Linked DNA regions of Mus musculus: all the other regions are linked to region 3. Evidence: chromatin contacts called from public HiCAR-type, HiChIP or PLAC-seq and promoter capture Hi-C data. All regions are on one chromosome and are shown on one strand. The core of a region is the stretch at or near the end of the contact, and the rest is flanking DNA. Distances in the headings are between cores, read along the strand shown. Region 1 holds the start of Ptprr (protein tyrosine phosphatase, receptor type, R). Region 2 has its middle 29 kb from the start of 4930422I22Rik. Region 3 holds the start of Lgr5 (leucine rich repeat containing G protein coupled receptor 5). Region 4 has its middle 39 kb from the start of Ptprr.

Evidence for each region. Promoter capture Hi-C pulls out the DNA fragments that hold promoters and counts their contacts. HiCAR-type assays count read pairs that join an accessible place to other places. HiChIP or PLAC-seq counts read pairs in DNA pulled down with a chosen protein or histone mark.
Region 1: an H3K27ac HiChIP or PLAC-seq map of SST interneurons shows a contact between it and region 3, with 9 times the contacts expected there. The contact joins the promoter of Ptprr here to the promoter of Lgr5 in region 3. A contact is called at or near these places in 15 of 39 promoter capture datasets (the 3T3-L1 cell line, 3T3-L1-derived adipocytes, cranial neural crest and 7 more), 3 of 484 Hi-C or Micro-C datasets (all in embryonic stem cells), 4 of 115 datasets of contacts at active chromatin or transcription factors (SST interneurons, astrocytes and embryonic stem cells) and 2 of 9 other capture datasets (adipose tissue and embryonic stem cells).
Region 2: a HiCAR-type map of fibro-adipogenic progenitors shows a contact between it and region 3, with 3 times the contacts expected there. The contact joins the enhancer-like site here to the promoter of Lgr5 in region 3. A contact is called at or near these places in 5 of 39 promoter capture datasets (the 3T3-L1 cell line, HPC-7-derived erythroid cells, liver and 1 more) and 1 of 115 datasets of contacts at active chromatin or transcription factors (fibro-adipogenic progenitors).
Region 4: a promoter capture Hi-C map of hippocampal neurons shows a contact between it and region 3, with 3 times the contacts expected there. The contact joins the enhancer-like site here to the promoter of Lgr5 in region 3. A contact is called at or near these places in 11 of 39 promoter capture datasets (the 3T3-L1 cell line, cancer-associated fibroblasts, cranial neural crest and 7 more) and 1 of 9 other capture datasets (embryonic stem cells).

The regions. Positions count from the first base shown.
Region 1 is chr10:116,016,789-116,021,283 of GRCm38.p6, reverse strand. It overlaps Ptprr (protein tyrosine phosphatase, receptor type, R), which reads right to left and starts at 2,921. Exons shown (of 14, transcript NM_011217.2): 1 at 2,472-2,921. The coding sequence starts at 2,529.
Region 2 is chr10:115,896,194-115,900,525 of GRCm38.p6, reverse strand. No RefSeq gene overlaps it. Among named protein-coding and RNA genes, the nearest start is that of 4930422I22Rik, 29 kb to the right of the region's middle. Within about 2 kb of position 3,000, at least 28 of the 459 cell types and tissues checked have an H3K27ac peak or open chromatin away from gene starts, as enhancers often do. A contact at or near this core is called in fibro-adipogenic progenitors, where this site is marked.
Region 3 is chr10:115,585,541-115,589,794 of GRCm38.p6, reverse strand. Lgr5 (leucine rich repeat containing G protein coupled receptor 5) reads left to right here and starts at 2,015. Exons shown (of 18, transcript NM_010195.2): 1 at 2,015-2,513. The coding sequence starts at 2,302.
Region 4 is chr10:115,977,619-115,981,648 of GRCm38.p6, reverse strand. No RefSeq gene overlaps it. Among named protein-coding and RNA genes, the nearest start is that of Ptprr, 39 kb to the left of the region's middle. Within about 2 kb of position 2,443, at least 6 of the 459 cell types and tissues checked have an H3K27ac peak or open chromatin away from gene starts, as enhancers often do.

The DNA.
Region 1 (4,495 bases), core at 1,672-4,171, 430 kb before region 3:
GGCAACAATTCCCAGCACAGCTGAGAACACTTACAGTCCATCTCATTATTTAATTTACTCCATTTGTCGAGCATCCTAAGATACCATCATTTGTGATACCACCATAAAGTAGTTGCTGGCAACCTGGGTATGACTGATATCGAGCAATTAGCTTTTCAGCCAAGCAGCTAATGTGTATAGGTGTCACTGTCCTTTCTAAAAATAGAGTCAGCCTCTGCCCTGGGAATGTGGCTTTCTTTACAAGAGACAAGCTCAGATATTCAACAAGTAAAAGGCTTGGAGGCTTCTTGATCTCTGCTCTCCCAGCCACTTACTTTCTGATTACCTAAATCTGTGGGAGCAGAGGTCAAGAAAGCCACATTTATTTGAGTTCTGATGAAAAGCCCAAACAGTAATATTAGGTAGCTCTGATGCATTTTAATCTGATGACAGCCTGTGACCCACAAATTGCTGTTTAAAATTAAAAATGAATCCAAAATGAAACTGGCAAGACAATTACAATCCCAGACTTGTAATCTGCTTTGACAAGACACCATTCCAAAGCACTGTATTAAATACAAATACAATTAATGTATATGTAGCATACTGCAATTGAAACCTGAAATATGTAGTAAATCACCAGTTGCCTTATGAAACTAAACTTGGCTGGATAATCTTATTTTTAATCTTTTTTTACATGTTAAGAAGGCAAAGTGCAGATTATAGATTTGCTTTGACTTTTGTAATACACACTTTGGCAAACCTCCAGACATCATCGAGGGATGCAGACTTCATCGAGGGATGCAGACTTCCAGGTTTCACCTCTGATGAGAAAATGCTCTCTATTTCCCTTATCCCCAGGGTTCATCCATAATAAATTAGAAATGTTTTCTGCATGCTTAATATGAAGTCTATTTATAATTTCAAGCTTATAACTACTTAGTATGCATTAATTACAATCCCTAACATTTGTTTATACATAATTTTCAAGAATAACTTCACTGATGTATTTTATCAGATAATTAATTACTTAACTGGATAGCAATGAAAACTTTTTTTTTGGCAATGGCTATTTTTTCAGTTGTACCATTAAACAGTATTGGATGTAAAACAATAACAGTGTTCATGTTTTCATCATCATATATTTTAACGTTAAATAATTACATGTGGCAATGAAATGTTTGCAAATAATTTAATGACCAAATCATAGCTTTTTCTCCCACTGGTTTTTCAAGATACCAGAGAACCACTGAACACCCCACAATGTAATATTGTATCTATGATAATTAACACACATCCTTAATTATAGCCTTATTGTTCCTATACATTGTTTGTTTCTAAATTCACAATGCATTTAAATAGCAATTGCTGGGACAAAAAAAGTACTACATCTCACTCCCATCATTGCATACATGAAAAAAAAAACACTCAGTCTTTTGGAGCACTATAACAAGGATTGTAGGTGTGTGTGTGTGTGTGTGTGTGTGTGTGTGTGTGTGTGTTCACAGTAGCATAATACACTCCCACTCGGTGTACTTAGAGAAATGAATGCGTGTGAAAGAAACTCAAAGAAAAGGTCTGTGCTTGCTACAGGATCACTGCATGGACAACTGCGGTCTCGGCAGGGTTCCTGAAATCTCTCTGCCATGTTTTATTTTGGTTCCCGTGTGTGAAAATCACCTAGGGTGCAGTCCAGTGAGCCTGTCCACAGGGTTAGAGGAGCCAGGTGACACCGAATATAAAATTCCTAGGCACTTTATCAGCTGTGCATCCCTAGAACTACACAGTGATTCTTGTGTCCAATCTATTTTTATGTGTTTACACTCTCGCTGCCTCCCATCCAATCTATCCTGGGGACACAGTGATAAAAAACCCCCAGGCTTGTCAGCGTGGTTGGGTTTTTCTTTACTGACTGCGGATACTGACCGTGGTGCTGAAATAGAGAGGAGCCTCCGGTTTGAAACCTTTCCTTCCTCTTATTGGTTCAGAAAACCCGAATGACAAGAGCAGGGGCCAAAGCAGCCTAGAGCAGCATGATGAATAAACCGAGCATTTGGCTCTTAGGGGCGGAGATGCAGACCGTCAGGTTACAGACAGGGCATCCCCGTGAGCGCTCGCTACACTGGGAGATCTTATGGATGTAGCCGCTGCAGTAGGAAGGGCTTCATCCAGCAGGGTGTCTCATCTCTTTTTCCCTGTAAAATGTGCAACCAAGCGCAAAGCCTAGAAGCACAAGCAGGAAAGCTCAATGGAGGGGGGACCAAATCTATATTCACATTAAAAACTGTTCACTCTTCGCCATGCAAGATAAAGAAGGGAGAGCTGAATTTAGCCTAAGTTTTCAGCCCTAGCCTTCCAACAGGTGCACTCTCTCACCCCTCAGACATTATCCCAAATCTTTCTCTGCCAGGCAAGCTTTCCCTGGAGTCCTCTAGCGTGTGCTGTTTCCCATCTTCTCCTTAGCTTCAGCTCTGAACCCCGCAAGCCCTTACCTGCAGCATGAAGATTAAGAAGCAGGCACAGCGCAGGGAAGCCGACCGCTCTCCTCATAGTGTGTGCATTGAGGGTCAGAGGAGAAACTCCGCCGCAACCCCACTCTAGGCTAAGTGCTATTTGAGAGAACCACTGCCAAGAGTCCTTTGATCCCGGGCATCCGATGACAGGGTCCTCCGCTGGGGTACACAGAGCAGTCTGTGGCGTGCCTACAGAACCGAGCACCTGCTTCCTCTCCGCAAGGGATGGGGAGATACGAGAGTAGGATGCTGCGGGAGATGGGGACTCGAGGCTGATGGGGGCAAGACGCTCAGAAGAGGTGAGAGTTTGGCCTTCTGGAAGCCCGCAGCCGGTGGTGACAGTGGGGTGGACTCTAGTGCCAGCCTCCGAGCCAGGCAGCGCCTCTGCTGCCTGTGCAGCTAGCAGCAGCCGAGACACACCGAGGCACTGAGCATGCCCAGCTCCGGCCCTGGCTAGGGAGTTTCAAATCGAAATTCCACCTCTCCGGGTCTTAGCTGAGACTGCGAGGGGAACAAGCTCCACGAGGAGGAGGAGGGGGAGGAGGGGCTGGAGGCTAGCTTTAGGGACCTCCTAAATCTGAGGTCCTAGAGTTCCTCCTAAATCTGGGCGGGGGGAGGAGTTGAGTGGGGAGGGAAGAGGCGGGGCCAGGACCACAGAAACCCAAGGAGGGAAGTGGAGGGGGCCACTCATCTGGTTCCTTCCTCACATTTTTGAATCACGCGTGGACTCAGCTCACTGTGGCAACTAAATGCTTGCAGGCTGACCAGTTTCCCAGTATGTCCCCACCCTAGTGAAGCATAGGCAAGCAGCGAGTTCTGGCCTGGTTGGGCAAATGTTCCCACTTACAGCCTGCTGTGTTTAAGCAAACGGGATATTCCGAGAGCGCCCCCTTCTTGCCAATGAGCTCACCCCAGGCTTCTTTCTTCCAATCTTTGTACTTCCACTAAATTCAAGCCTCAAGTCTTTGACTGGAGTGCTTGAAAACAGGGAGGTCATACTTACAGGGTAGGGAAGTACACCCGTGTAATACGAAGGAAAGGAACGGTCTTTGGTGTTTTATGGAAATAATTACCTAAGATTTTATCATTAATTTAAAAAATAATGTATTGGGGTATTTTGCTTGCATGCCTGTCTGTCCACCACGCCTGTGTGTCATTGCCCTCAGAGGTCAAATGAGGTTGTTAAAAGGCTAGGATTGGATTTATGGATGGTTGCGAACTGCCACGCGGTCGCAGGAATAAGACCCGGGTCTTCTGGGAAAGTAAGGAGAGCTTTTCACAGCTGAGCCACTCAAGCCTTATCAACTTAACTCGACTTCTCCGCTCCAATCCTGTACCTTTAACGAGGCTCGCACAGTGTGCAAATATATGCACTTTTAGTTCCTTTACCTAAGTTGGTAGGATGAAGATCCTTACCATTCTAGTGACTAATTACTCTAAGGCCAAATGTCCCTCAGCCAAGCTCCCTTCAAGACTGTTCATCTTCTGCTTCTATTCGCAGGTTTCCCTTCTGCCTCTTCGGCAATGGACCTCACTCAGACCACTGCCCACCCAGTTGCTTACAAAGGTCTAAATTTGTTTTTTTCTTAAGAAGCTTTGGGCTAACCTGACATTATAATGTCCTTCCTCTTCCCCGCTTTTTGAACACCGCCACACACACACACACACACACACACACACACACACACATATATATATATATATATATATATATATATATATATATATTTTTTTTTTCCTCTCTCTCTCTCAAACGGTTCGTTTATCTGTGACACACATTTCGCCAACTGCAGGCTCTTTGAGAAGCTCTAAATTTTGCATTAACTTAAATTGAATAAAATCGTGCTGGCCAAATACGAGGTAGTAATAAGTGCTCATTGAATTGAACTGCGAGGCTCATTGAGTGCTTTCTTCCTGCATCCCCTGAGGACTGAGACAGCTAATAGGAAGCCAGATAATCAACAGAACCGAAATTAGGACCGGCCTCAAAGGCTCTGGGTGCT
Region 2 (4,332 bases), core at 1,751-4,250, 310 kb before region 3:
CTTATTATCACCAGGGCTATTGCATCCATTATGAATAACTCCAAGAATTTTCCTAATAAATGAATTCCTCATTGTGTTGGGAACTGATAGCTATTCATTAAATGTATTCCTTTATCCTCTGCTATGCTAGTGGCTTAGTTAAGGGCTCAACCCTCTGCTTTCAGTTAGGTTTTCTGTAGTTACAGATGCTTGACTCTTAGTCTGCATCTCCATCTCTGAAACCCAGCATCCTTCTGAGTTTACGAATGTCCATTCAGATATTCCTACCAACTGTTTGAGGTATCTTCAAAGCTTTCTTCCTTCTCTGTACCCAGCATCTGCACTCTCTTGTTCATTAGAAAAACACCTCGCCCACACTTTCAGTCTTATGTTTTGAGTATACCCAAATTTGTCTGAGCTCCAGGCAACTGGCCCATGGCCCAAGCCTCACCAATCAGTCCACTCCAATTAGACTAGAAAAACAATTATTTCAAGAATTGGCCTTTTTTTTAATTTTTATTTTTTCCAAAATTGATCTAGCAAGAGGAAGCTCCCAGAGTGTTGCTGGAAATGTGCTGTAATTCACGGATACTGTTCTCTGGGTGGTGGCCTATAAACATGCAGGGACAGATGGTTATCTTTGCCAAAACATAAATAGAAACACACACAGACACAAACACACACACACACACACAAACACACACAGAGGTAACTGAATATTTTGGAAGAGGGATCTAAGAGTTTGTAAGAGCCAGAGGTTGGGAAGAACCAGACAGAAACATTGTCTGCTAGACATGGCATGGCTGCTCCACTTATGAACTCGCAGCAGCTGCAGTTGTCTGAAGACAAGCTGCATAAGACCAAGCCCGCCAATATTCAAGCTTGGGTGAAGATATCAACCTATTTGTTTCACAGTCATTTTTTTTTTCAGGATGCCTTCAAAGTAAGACAGAGATGCCCTATGAAATGGCATCCTGGGACCTGGATCTGTTGTGTAGCAATGCTGAAACATTCCATGCTTCAGGAGAGCTCTTTAATGCAGGGAAACTTAAACAACTCAAATAGCTACAGGAAGTTCCCAAAACTGATCAGGTTCACCAGTGCCCTCCCACACAAGACTATATAAGCAGTGAAGACTGCTGAGAGTTGGTCAGTTTCAGAGAAGTTTAGCTGCTCAAAAGACATAGAAACCAGTTAACTGCCTCCAGCCTATTGAGCTCCCTGGAGGTGTGCAGTGTTCCAGGTTCTCAGGTTTTGTGAGTTGTCACCCATGCAGGGGAGAGCTTTGCTGATGCAGCTGTCTTTGAGTCATTTCTGCTTCTGTAAGTAACCCCTCACGCATACTTCTGTAAGGAACACCAATAAAATTCATTGGTTCTCTGAGTTGAACTTTGGTGGTATTCATCCTTTGGTCTGCATCAGCTTCCTATCTGAGGTGAATAGATGTTGGTACATGTCTCCCCAGGAATAGTGTCTCATAACGAGGCTGTTCTGTGTTTCCATTAATCTCACAAAGACAGGAAATCTAAAACAAAATCTAAGTACAGTCGATTTCACCCACCTCATAGTAGATGAGTAGCTGTATCTAAACTGCAGACAGGGTCAGCTGCCTCTCACCTGGTCTCTGGGCTGCATTTGCCTGAGTCTCACTGAAGTTTCTAATCTGCTGGGGATGACAGCAGGATTTGATAGTGCTTGGTTTTTATAAGCACGGTGTCTAAAGCTAAGCCACTTATCTCATCTGAGGCTCATCCTATGAAACGCTGACCCAACCTTCACCCATGTAAAACAAAGAACCCATGATCGGTGATTACTGAGAAATGTTATCAGTGATGTCACGCCTTCCTAGGGCTCTGGCAACAATGGTCACCTTAGTCACCAATGCTAGCTTATAGTGGGGGGATCATCAGTCTCCATTTCTGACTGAGGAACTGTGGACAGTTGATGGCTTCTGGTGGGGAGGGCAAGTCAGTTTTCTTTAAAGGTATTGCTCTTGGTGGGTAGATGGGCTCCCACTGATATATATATATATATATATATATATATATATACATATATATATATATATATATATATATATATATATATATATATATATATATATATATATATATACCATACATTGGACTTGATGCATTATTAGGCAGACAAACAAATAGATAATGAGGACATAAGTTGAGACTGAAGGTAGATGGGTAAGAATAGATCTTAGAGGAAGGCTGTATATGACCAAAACACATTGTATGAACTGTGCAAAGAATTAATAAAAATATACTTTTAAATAAAAAGAATAATTTAAAGCAGAGGGAAGTAGAAGTGACGCAAAATAATAGAGACAAATTCCTGGTAGACTATTTAGTCTGCATCTATCTAGTAATAACTTTTCCTTTGCAGTCAAGTGAACCAATAAACTCCCATTTGTATTAGTTTAAACAAATTCCTGTGAGTGCTGAATGGTGTATGCCTTCTACCAATGTAGCTTCATATCTCTGGATTTATCTTATTTGATACAGATACCACATTCTACCTTGTTTTATCCGTTCCCCCAAACATTTAAGTTCTATGTGTGTGTCTTTTATTTTTTTAATTTTATTTTTTTTTGGGTTCCTTAGCAGAGTGCCTAGTACTTAATAAATACTGAAAGACTCGAAGCATCCTCTATGGTGCCCAGGGGACTGGCTAAGAAAGGTGAAGACATCGTTCTTTTCCATGAGGAGTTTATAAATTACTGTTAATTATTCCCAGATGGGGGTGTATTCATCGTCATTCCTCAGCTCCAGCTATGAATTTGAAGACCCGTTAATTATGCCTCCATCAGATGGTTCTGCAGCTAGGTCCATCCACCTTTCCCTCCTGGCTATGCCACTGTATCTCTGGACGCTGGCTTGCCCACTTGGCTGAACTGTCTTCAAATAGCCTTCCTTCACATGCGATTAATCCGTCTGCATGAGAGCAGTGCTTCAGGGGGAAGGAGTGAAAGGGCAGGAGGAAGGAAAATGGGGGAAAGTGAAACCACACGAAATGGGCACGGACCCAAAGACATTTCTGAAGTCTGTGGTGAAATTCTCTTCTGGCACCGCTACATAACAATAGCACATCATTTTCATTAACTTGAACAAACAAAACCAAACAGAGATTAAAAACCAGTACAGATGTGATATAACTTTCCACTCCTAGCATAGACTCAGCAGCCGTGTGGAACCACTTCCCTTAACAAGGCAGGCCATGTTCTCTCAGTCTGTCCCAGGACAAATAGCACATGGGGCTGGGAGACAGCCACCCGTTCTCAGCTCTGGACAGCATCACTTGCTCTCTCCACAATCCTCTTTCCTGAAGACTGATGGGACCCTCACATTCTCCCCTCTACCCTTTGCCTCCCCATTCTTTTTCTTACTGCCCTTAATGATGCACCTCATACCTAGAACCATCTTGGGTCCTTTGATGCCAGACACCATAATCCCCTTCCTCTCATATGGAAGCCTCTTTGCACTGAGACATCCAAGGCTGATGTCACTGCAGAGCTGCCTTGCACAACCTGAGGGACTTTATCATTATCTCATGAATCACAACCATCTGAATTCCATTTCCTTGGATGGAGGCCCTGTCTGGTGTGTGCTCTGCACAGCTCCACCCAAAGGGATGGCACTCAATAAATAACAAGTTGTGATGATAACAATACTGTGAATATATACTCCAGAAATATGTCACAAAGAATGGATGACTGTTAGCTGTCTGGCCTCCAATGGACTTTCTCCTGGGGGAGTCTCACATGCTATACATCAGTGGTTTCCCAGTTGTGAGAGGTAGCAGAAAGTCCTCATGGAATTTGGGACAAAGGGAGAACAGAATAACAACAACAACAACATGCTGCAAGGAACTTTAGGATTGCCCTTAGTGAGGAAAATGAGATGCAGTAAGACCCACACCGAAATGCCAAAAGCTCTTAAGGATACTCTTCCAGAAGATGTTAGCTCTGACATTGAGCAGGCAGGGTCTGTGAATTTTTAAGATCTGTTTCTTTAATACAAAATGAGAATAGCCTGTTCTCCCTCATTTATAGGACTGGATGAGAATCAAATAATAGAAGAGCTGTGGCAGCAAGCAGCTCACACATGATTGTGTAATCACCTGCCAGGCGCTATTGGTGAAACATATGTGAACTAAGTTAACCATCAAACAGCCCTAGAAATTGGCTCCTCTAGTGGGTGGGTGTGTGTGTGTGTGTGTGTGTGTGTGTGTGTGTGTTTGGGAAAGGGTCACCTGCTGTCATGTGTGCAGGTGCATTTGAGTACATGTGCTTGCAAAGATGAGAAGTTAACTTCAGATGTTCAGATGTAGTCACCCACCTTGGAT
Region 3 (4,254 bases), core at 766-3,265:
TTACTGAGACTTGGCTCATTTGGGGTCTGCGATCAAGCACCATGAAGCTGGAAGAATCTAGATTCACATGCAGTTCTACCCGACCCACTCCACGGCAACGCTATGCTCCTTTGGGTAACACTGACATCAAAGGGCGTTGTTTGGTGCTTTTAAACAGATTGTGGGCACAACCATTTCTGCATGCCTAGACCCTTCCCTCAAAGGGATCAAGCTAAAGTTGATTAAACACTTGAGATAAATGATCCTTGAGTAAAGAAAGGTAACTAAGGTCTAGGACACTGCAGACATCTCCGATTGTATCCCTACAGGTACCCATGCAATCCACAGAAAGAGTGAGAGTCTCCAGTTCCATTTTTTTAAATGGAAGGAAAATAGGTAATGAGTCAGCATTGTCTAAGTGTGGATGGAATGGCTGAAAAAGACAAAAACCAGTGAGAGTGGGCAGAGGACAGGCGCAGTGGGTGTATTGTGAATGAGAGAGGAGGTAAGGGAAAGAACACAGTGAGGGGAATGCATTGGCTTCCCAGAAACCAAGTCTAACTCATGGCATGGTTCTCCATGGAACTACTCTTCCCAGATCCTAGGCTGTGATTTCTTCCCTTAATAAATGAATAAGATGAGAAAGACCATGACTGCGCTCTGCAAGTGTGTGTGTGTGTGTGTGTGTGTGTGTGTGCATGTGTGTGTGTCCGTCCCCCAAACCTTATCAAGGAGAAACACAAACTTACTGAAAACAGGCCTCACCCAACAAAAATCCATACTCGGACTATAGGTTCAAATGAAATAATATAAGTTCATAAATATGCATGTATCCGTATATGGCTATATCAGGCAGGTGAAGAGGCAAGTTTAGGAACCACTCCTAGGACTAAAAGGTGATAAATATGTCACATAAAGGAAAGTCTTCCTGCTTTTAAAATTCAGTTTCTCAGATAAATTCCACTGGACAGACTAAGAATCAAATCTAGGTGGACTTGAATGCCAAAGGGCTACCGGACTTCCTGTGGTCCAGAGGGGAAAGTTGGCAAAGTAGGCTTGGCCTGAAATCCACAGCTGTTCGCTCAGGTGTGGTCGACTTTTACTTCACTGAGGTCTAGTTCCAAAAGGGGGGGAGGGAAAAAGGGAAGAGGAGGGAGGGAGGGTGGGAGGGAGGGAGAGTGAGAGGGAGGGAGAGAAGAATGGAGGGGGGGAGGGAGAACCAAATCTTCAGGTTCTTCTTTCTTCTCATCCTTTTTCCCAGCAGAATTCCCTGTTGGTGTGTAAGAACTTCCTTCTTTCATTAGTGTTCTTCCAAGGTGTCTGAAAGGAGGCCTAGGAGACTCACCTGAGTGGGGTGGCTCTTGGTTTTAAGATCCCTCCACAAGTGAACAGCGTGAGAATATCACCCCCACCCCGAGGCCGCTGCCTTTTTAAAGCCAGTTTGCTTCCCTGGTCCAGGGTGAATTGGGAGGACCCTGGAGTACCAGCTTACTAGTTTTATTTGTTTAGCGATTTCTTTGAGGCTTTGATAGTTGAGCAAGAGGGAGCCAGACAGCGCCCTGATGGAAGGATCAAAAAGGCCACCCATCTTCCCGGGGGACTCCTGCTCTCCTTCTGTGATGCCAATCTTTCGGATCAGATTTTGGTCCTTTTAACAAGCACTGCATGCATCCCCCTAGGTTATCTGACATGGACCAGAGAAAGCCTGTGTTATCTTTCAGTCCCTAAGTGTCCCCTTAGGTTGTTTTGAAGCAAGTCCCCTTTAGCTTTCACATCTCAGTCGCGGGTACCCAGGAACTGTAGAGGATGGGTGCAGGTGGGGGACCCCTGCCGGGCCCGGGACGCTGGGTGCAGGTACCCACCCATTGGAAGCGCCCAGCACTCCCCAAGACCTCAGGCTGCCAGCCGCCCGCGCAGCCGGGTCCAGGGATGGTGGGAGGGAGGAGGGAAAGCGAGGCCGGGCTCGGGGTGCCTGGAAAGCAGGGCTGCGCTGACGTCACTGGGCGCGCAATTTGGCTGGAGCGCTTTAAAAAAGGAGCGTGCGAGCGGAGATGCTGCTGCACACAGCTCAGACCGCCTGCAGCAGCAACAACGCTCACAGCCACTGCGGCGACTTCAGAGAGAGGGCTCCCGAGGCCGGTGGGACCACGATTCTCTGCGCGGTCCCCACGGGGCTACGACCCGGCAGACGCCCATTGGGGTTGCAGACGTCTGGTGAGCTGCAGAAGCCGGTGGAGAAGAGCCCGGAGCGCCTCGGTTCTGCATCAGCCCCGGCGCTGCCCTCTACAGGCTCCCTGCTCTCTGCTCCCAGTCTCGGGCACCATGGACACCTCCTGCGTCCACATGCTCCTGTCCTTGCTGGCGCTGCTGCAGTTGGTGGCCGCCGGCAGCTCACCGGGACCAGATGCGATACCGCGGGGCTGCCCATCACACTGTCACTGTGAGCTGGATGGCAGGATGCTGCTCAGGGTGGACTGCTCGGACCTGGGGCTCTCGGAGCTGCCCTCCAACCTCAGCGTCTTCACCTCCTACCTGTAAGTGACCCCCCCCCCCGCCTCGCTGCGGGCACCGAGCTCAAAAGGGATGGGGTATAGGTGGGAAACCTCGGCTGGGGCTCCCCACAGGCACACGCCTGCTCCGGAGGGGGCAGGCGAGTTTGCCAAGGGCATTCTGACCAGACCTGTTGTGCCTCCAGAGAAAGGCACGTGTCTCTCTCTCTGACAGAGCAGAGCCTAGCTTTCTGTACCCTGGGAGAAGGAGCTTAAAGCGCACTGGGGCAGAGAGCCGGTGCGCAGGCTGCTTTGCAGTGCCGCGCCTGGCAGGACGCAGGACCAGTCCCTCCGAATGTGCGCATTTGTGTGCTGAGTGGGGGTTTGTGCTCAGGGACCTGGGACCCAAGGGCAGGCTGTCCTATTGCTCACAGGCGCGACCTCTGCGTCTGGGCTGAAAAACTTTCCCTGCAAGAGAAACACAACTTCTTCAACCCCCCCCCCGGGGGGGTGCTGCTCTGCACACACCGCCCCCCCCACACACTGGAGTGTGGTGAAATCTCTTTTCTTTTTTTCTTCCTTTTTTTTTTTAAACAAAGTGATTAAAATGTGGCAACCACAAACCCCCGATTAGAGCTGCCAGAACGTTATCTTTACCTTTGGCTGGCCGAACCGCCCTTTGAAGTGCCGCCGGCCACATTGTAATCTTTAACCATCTCCTCCCCCGCCGCAGCTAAGGGAAGTGGGCTGAAGGCAGCCGGGCGGGTAAACAGGGGCGCCGCTGACATCCAAAGGGGGACCTGGAGCTTTCTATCGGCCCCTGGGAATTGTCCTAGCTTTTCTGCTCCTGCTATGGCGTCCAAATCCCCGACCGTGGAACCAAAGCTGCGGTTCCTTAATAATGTGGTCTCTGAGAAGCCCAGGCGGGAGGGTGACAGGTGGTGGGTTAGATGAGGTGACTCAGAAGCGACTCATCTCTGTGGGACCGAGATAAGTACTCCTCCCGACTCTCCTTCAAATCTGAAGCTCGGTTCCTTGGGGCCCAGAGACCAGGGTCAGGCCACCTTGAGGTAACCCGATCTCCTAACTATGAGGTGAAATAAATTTGTGGTCTTTATTTTTTTTAAAATCAAGACATTTCGCCGAGCCCATTCCAAACCCTGTGTTCCCAGTTTCGGCTTTCTCTGATGTTACCTTGGCAGGAGTTGACTGAAATGGTTGTGAGTTCGGTTTTCCCCCCCTCTGGTTAGGAGTTTTGCGGGAAGAAACACCAGGCTTACACAATGTTCCCCTGCTAGGCAGTGAGTGGTTGTTTTGTTTTGTTTTTCTTCTGGAGACAATGAGCAACAGAAAATATCGTTCGACCTGTTTTGATATTGTGACTTAAGAAAGAGACCAGCCTCCTAGGTTTCCGTGTTGGGCACCTCCGTGTTCCGTGAAACTATTCAGGTCACTCTTATTTGACTGGATAGAACATAATTTTTCCCCACCGGGTTTCCCTTCAGTTGAAATCATTACATGCGGTGATAATTTTTTTAGGGATGGAATTCTGCTCTGGGAAACAAGCGTTCTCTCCGAATTTACATTTCCTTCGGAACAGCTGTCTTACCACAGACTTTAATACGCTTCCCTTCCCCCCAGCCTCCCTAGTTTAACCGCTAACTTCAGTAATTCGAGGGATAATGTGTTCTCCAGTTTGTTTCTGAGATCAGCTTGGTGATTTCTCTTTTAGGGACTACGCTATCCCCCACCCCCACCCCCAACGCTGCGGAAATTTGACTATAGA
Region 4 (4,030 bases), core at 1,194-3,693, 390 kb before region 3:
CTTCTGGAGTGTCTGAAGACAGCTACAGTGTACTTACATGTAATAAATAAATAAATCTTTAAAAAATAAATAAATAAATGTAACCTTTTGAAGTGTGGGTGAAGCTAACAAGATTTCGTTTTTATCACCGAGTGCTCTTAGCATGATTTGAATCTAAAAGAACTATTGACTTTTGAAACGTCTTCCAAATGCCAAGTATTGGGGCTGGAGATGAGAAACCCAAAACAAGCCTACTGGTCTTTTCCATTCCTTCTCGTTCCTAGGTGAGGAGTTGCTGGCATCAGTACAACCTCCTTCAAGTCTTCTGAGGCCCTATGGCACCCACTCAAGATTCTGCTGGTGGCTTTGGTTGTTTCAATCATCACACACTCATACTTTGGACAATGGATTGCACTACCGACCAGAAATCAATTCTTTAATGGGCCAGCTCATCTGGTTGTTTCCACAATACATTCTGATTTAGCATTCAATCCCTCAGCCTCTTACTTAGCAAATAACATGAGAACAGTATACTCTTGTTGAGCTGAACACTACATCTCCCTCATTGATAAACCTTATGCCAATATAGACCTGATTATTCTAGGAGTTTACTGTTTTAAGATGAAAATAATTCTCCTTATTTCAGTCGAGAAAAGGAACGCTACTGCTTCTTGTGGATATTTGTACTGTGTTACATGTAAAAAAAACCACAAAAGATTTGTGTAGCTGCACAGCAAATAGAATGTCATGTCTGTCATTAGATATGAAGCTTGGGGAAGGAAAAGGGATTTGATCCACTTTAGTTCACTTCACAGAAGAACCAGAGAATATGGCTGCCCTGAAGGATAAAGGCTTCTCTCTCCTGACACTTTCTGAGTTCTGGCCTGTCCTACATTAATCATTCTGAATGTGACTCTCCCCCATGGCCCAGTGAGTTATGGATCAATCACAGTGCTTTCAAAGTGCTGTAATTTCATACATATTTCAACACAGACCTAAGATCTCCCATATACTTTGGCCATCCCAGGAAAATACTTCATAGGCCAGTAACCTAATATGCTTAGTAAGCCCTGAGGGGCAGTATGTCACTGGAGCTTCAGGGGTAAAACTATACCAAACTCCACCTGTATCTGGTTTTTCTTTTTCCTGTTTGTAAAAAGGTTTATATTTTATCTTTAGCTGAATACCACTTATGCAATTATACAAAAAAAAATTAATCAGTGTTTTTCAACTAAGAATCTATTTTGAATTTCAGTTAAAACTGTTTCTGCATGCATTGAAAAAAACCTTGGAGCTTAAAAAAAGAAAGAAAGAAAGAAAAAATGAATTGGGCAGACATTGCTTGATTAAAGCCAACTTATACAGTCATGCCACCAATAGAGAGCTATAAATATTATCTCCTGTTGCTTGTGTTTCAACATCCAAAAATATTTTGAACTGAGCATAACACTCACTTCCTGTGAGAGCTTCCATAAGTTATGATATAGACAATCTGTGTATATTTTGCTTAGGATAACAATCCGGGTAATTTTCTGTTTCAATTCCTGGAATTTTTATAGTTTTTTAGAACAATTTTCTTACATGAAGACAGTACTGTCAAGTAACCGATAATCAAAACAAGATATATGTGTGTGTGTGTGTGTGTGTGTGTGTGTGTGTGTGTGTGTGTATACATACATATACACACACCAACCACTTGGCTTTTTCAGTAGTAAGCATGGATTTGAATTTTTGTATATTTTGTACTTTCTGTCTCTAACCAAATTATACATGGTGGAAATAGCCAGAATTAGATACAAAAATGCTAACTTACCTAACAAATGATTGAACCCAGAGCACCAGTTTGATGGGTTTGCCAAGTCAGTTTTTTGTTACATGGTAGCCTCTTAAATAAGGAACAGGGCAAGCTGGAGTTGGTTAGTCAAACTCCTTTCTGTACATCAAGGAAGGACTAATTGTTTCTTGTAAGAAATGTCTCTCTTTCTACTTGCTTTGATATTGACTACACGCCTGAATAATTTAGGAAATTTATTGCAGCAGTTTTTGAAAAGAACTTTCTTCTGACATGTCGCAGGATAAAAAAGCATCAGGTTTCGGTAATAGTTTTTGACTGTGTTTTGATAAAAGTATTCTGTTATTCTACTCTTGGGCAAGAAGAAGTTGATAGTTTGTTTCATTTCAGAATTACCTAGTCAGGGAACATTATAAGGTCAAAAGATGCTTTCCCCACCTATGGTTCTCCGCCTTCCAAGCGCTCCCCAAATACCCCAAATAAACTCCTTCCAAATACAGGTCATACATAGAGATCCCACAGGCAAGGCCATCTGATGTAAGGCTTTAAAGTTTTGATGCTGACAAATTCCACAGAGATATTGATATCTAGTTTCCTCACACTCCCTCATTTCCTCTCGCTCTCTGGGATGTTAAAACTGTTTCCAGCACCACGTGTTTTCGTTTGGCCGCTCTTGCTGTATTTGGAACGAAGCTGACTCTGTGCTGGCCTCGGGACTGCCTATAGGGATTAACACACAGGGTGGGGAAACTTTCTCGAACAGGATGGTGACAGCTCCCTCAAGCCTACTAACTATGAGGCAAGGTCTCCTGGCATCCACTTTTCAAACTCAAAGAACAAAGGACTGACCTCTAGTCAAGGACTGAGGATTTTTTTGACATTACCTGTTCTCAACTGTCACGTTTGCTTGCCAAAGTGAGGATAAAATTTCACTTTTTTGTTGTTGTTGTTATTGAAGCACTCTCTTATATTCTTCATGTTTTCAAGCATCCTGTCTTTGGCTCTGGACCACTCCCCAAACAGTACAGTGGCAGGCAATTAGATATGCATAGTTTACACCACGACTGTTTAATAACCACACCGTTGAGCTTCCTGTCAGCCGTCAGTCATTTTAGTTCAGTTATTAATAAAACTTTTGAACCCTGTGTAGGCTCAATTTCAGCTGACACGAAGAAATGGTTTGGACACACAGGAAATTCAGTGTTCAGACAAAAGGATATTAGAACTGAAGAGGGGGTGACTTGTTCATAAACGCAGACACTTGTGATAAAGTTATGTCATCATAAAGTTTTAAATATCCTGAGTCAAAATGTCTTCAGCAAACAACCCATCCAACATCACAGCTTGGCAACAACACTCAGTGGAGTGTTGATGGCTTTCCTGTGTGATCTCATGGCTGAGTGGAGGCTGTGATTCTCTGTGACAGTTCAGTATGTTGAGAACGTGTCTTACCATACATCACTAACCTGGGAAAAGATTAAACTCCAGGATGGAAAAGCATTGTCTCCACTGAAGCCTGTGACTTTCTCATCACCATAAAACCTGAAAGTCTCAACTGAAGCAGATTAAGTCAAAGAGCATTTGGGCCTCCCCTATTCTAAATTTCTAGTGAATTACAGAGTGACCACAAGGGCCTACAGACAACACCCCAACGGGGGCAAACATTAACTTATTTTGAGGCAGGACCTCATTATATATCCCTGACTAGCCTGGAGCTCTCTATGTAGACCAAGCTAGCACTGCACTCAGAGATCTACTTACCTGTGCTTCATGGGTGCCAGGATCAAGACAAGCACCACCAGGCCCAGCCTAAAGCTAACGTTTTGTTGTTTGGTATTAAAACAGAATCTCCTGTGGAGCCATCAACCTCGGGATCCCCCTACTTGTACCCCACAGGCACTGGTAACACAGACACGCATCGCCGCAGCCAGCCCAAGGTTAGCATGTTTTAGATTTAACTCATCTAGATGACTCAGGATCAATAATGAAATGTTTCCTATTCTTGGTATTTTATTAGACAGTCAAAAAAAAAGGGGGGGGAGTAGGGATCAGTTTGAAAGAGACCTCACTTGTCTTGGCAATGGCAATGTTGCTGATAGAAAGGTATACCTATCTACCACTGAGATTTAGATTTTAATTCTAGATTTCCTCTAAATGTGTGACTCTGAACAAGTCACAATCAGTGAATATTTTTCAAATTTTACAATATATATATATATATATATATAATATAGTATATACACACACAATATATATAGT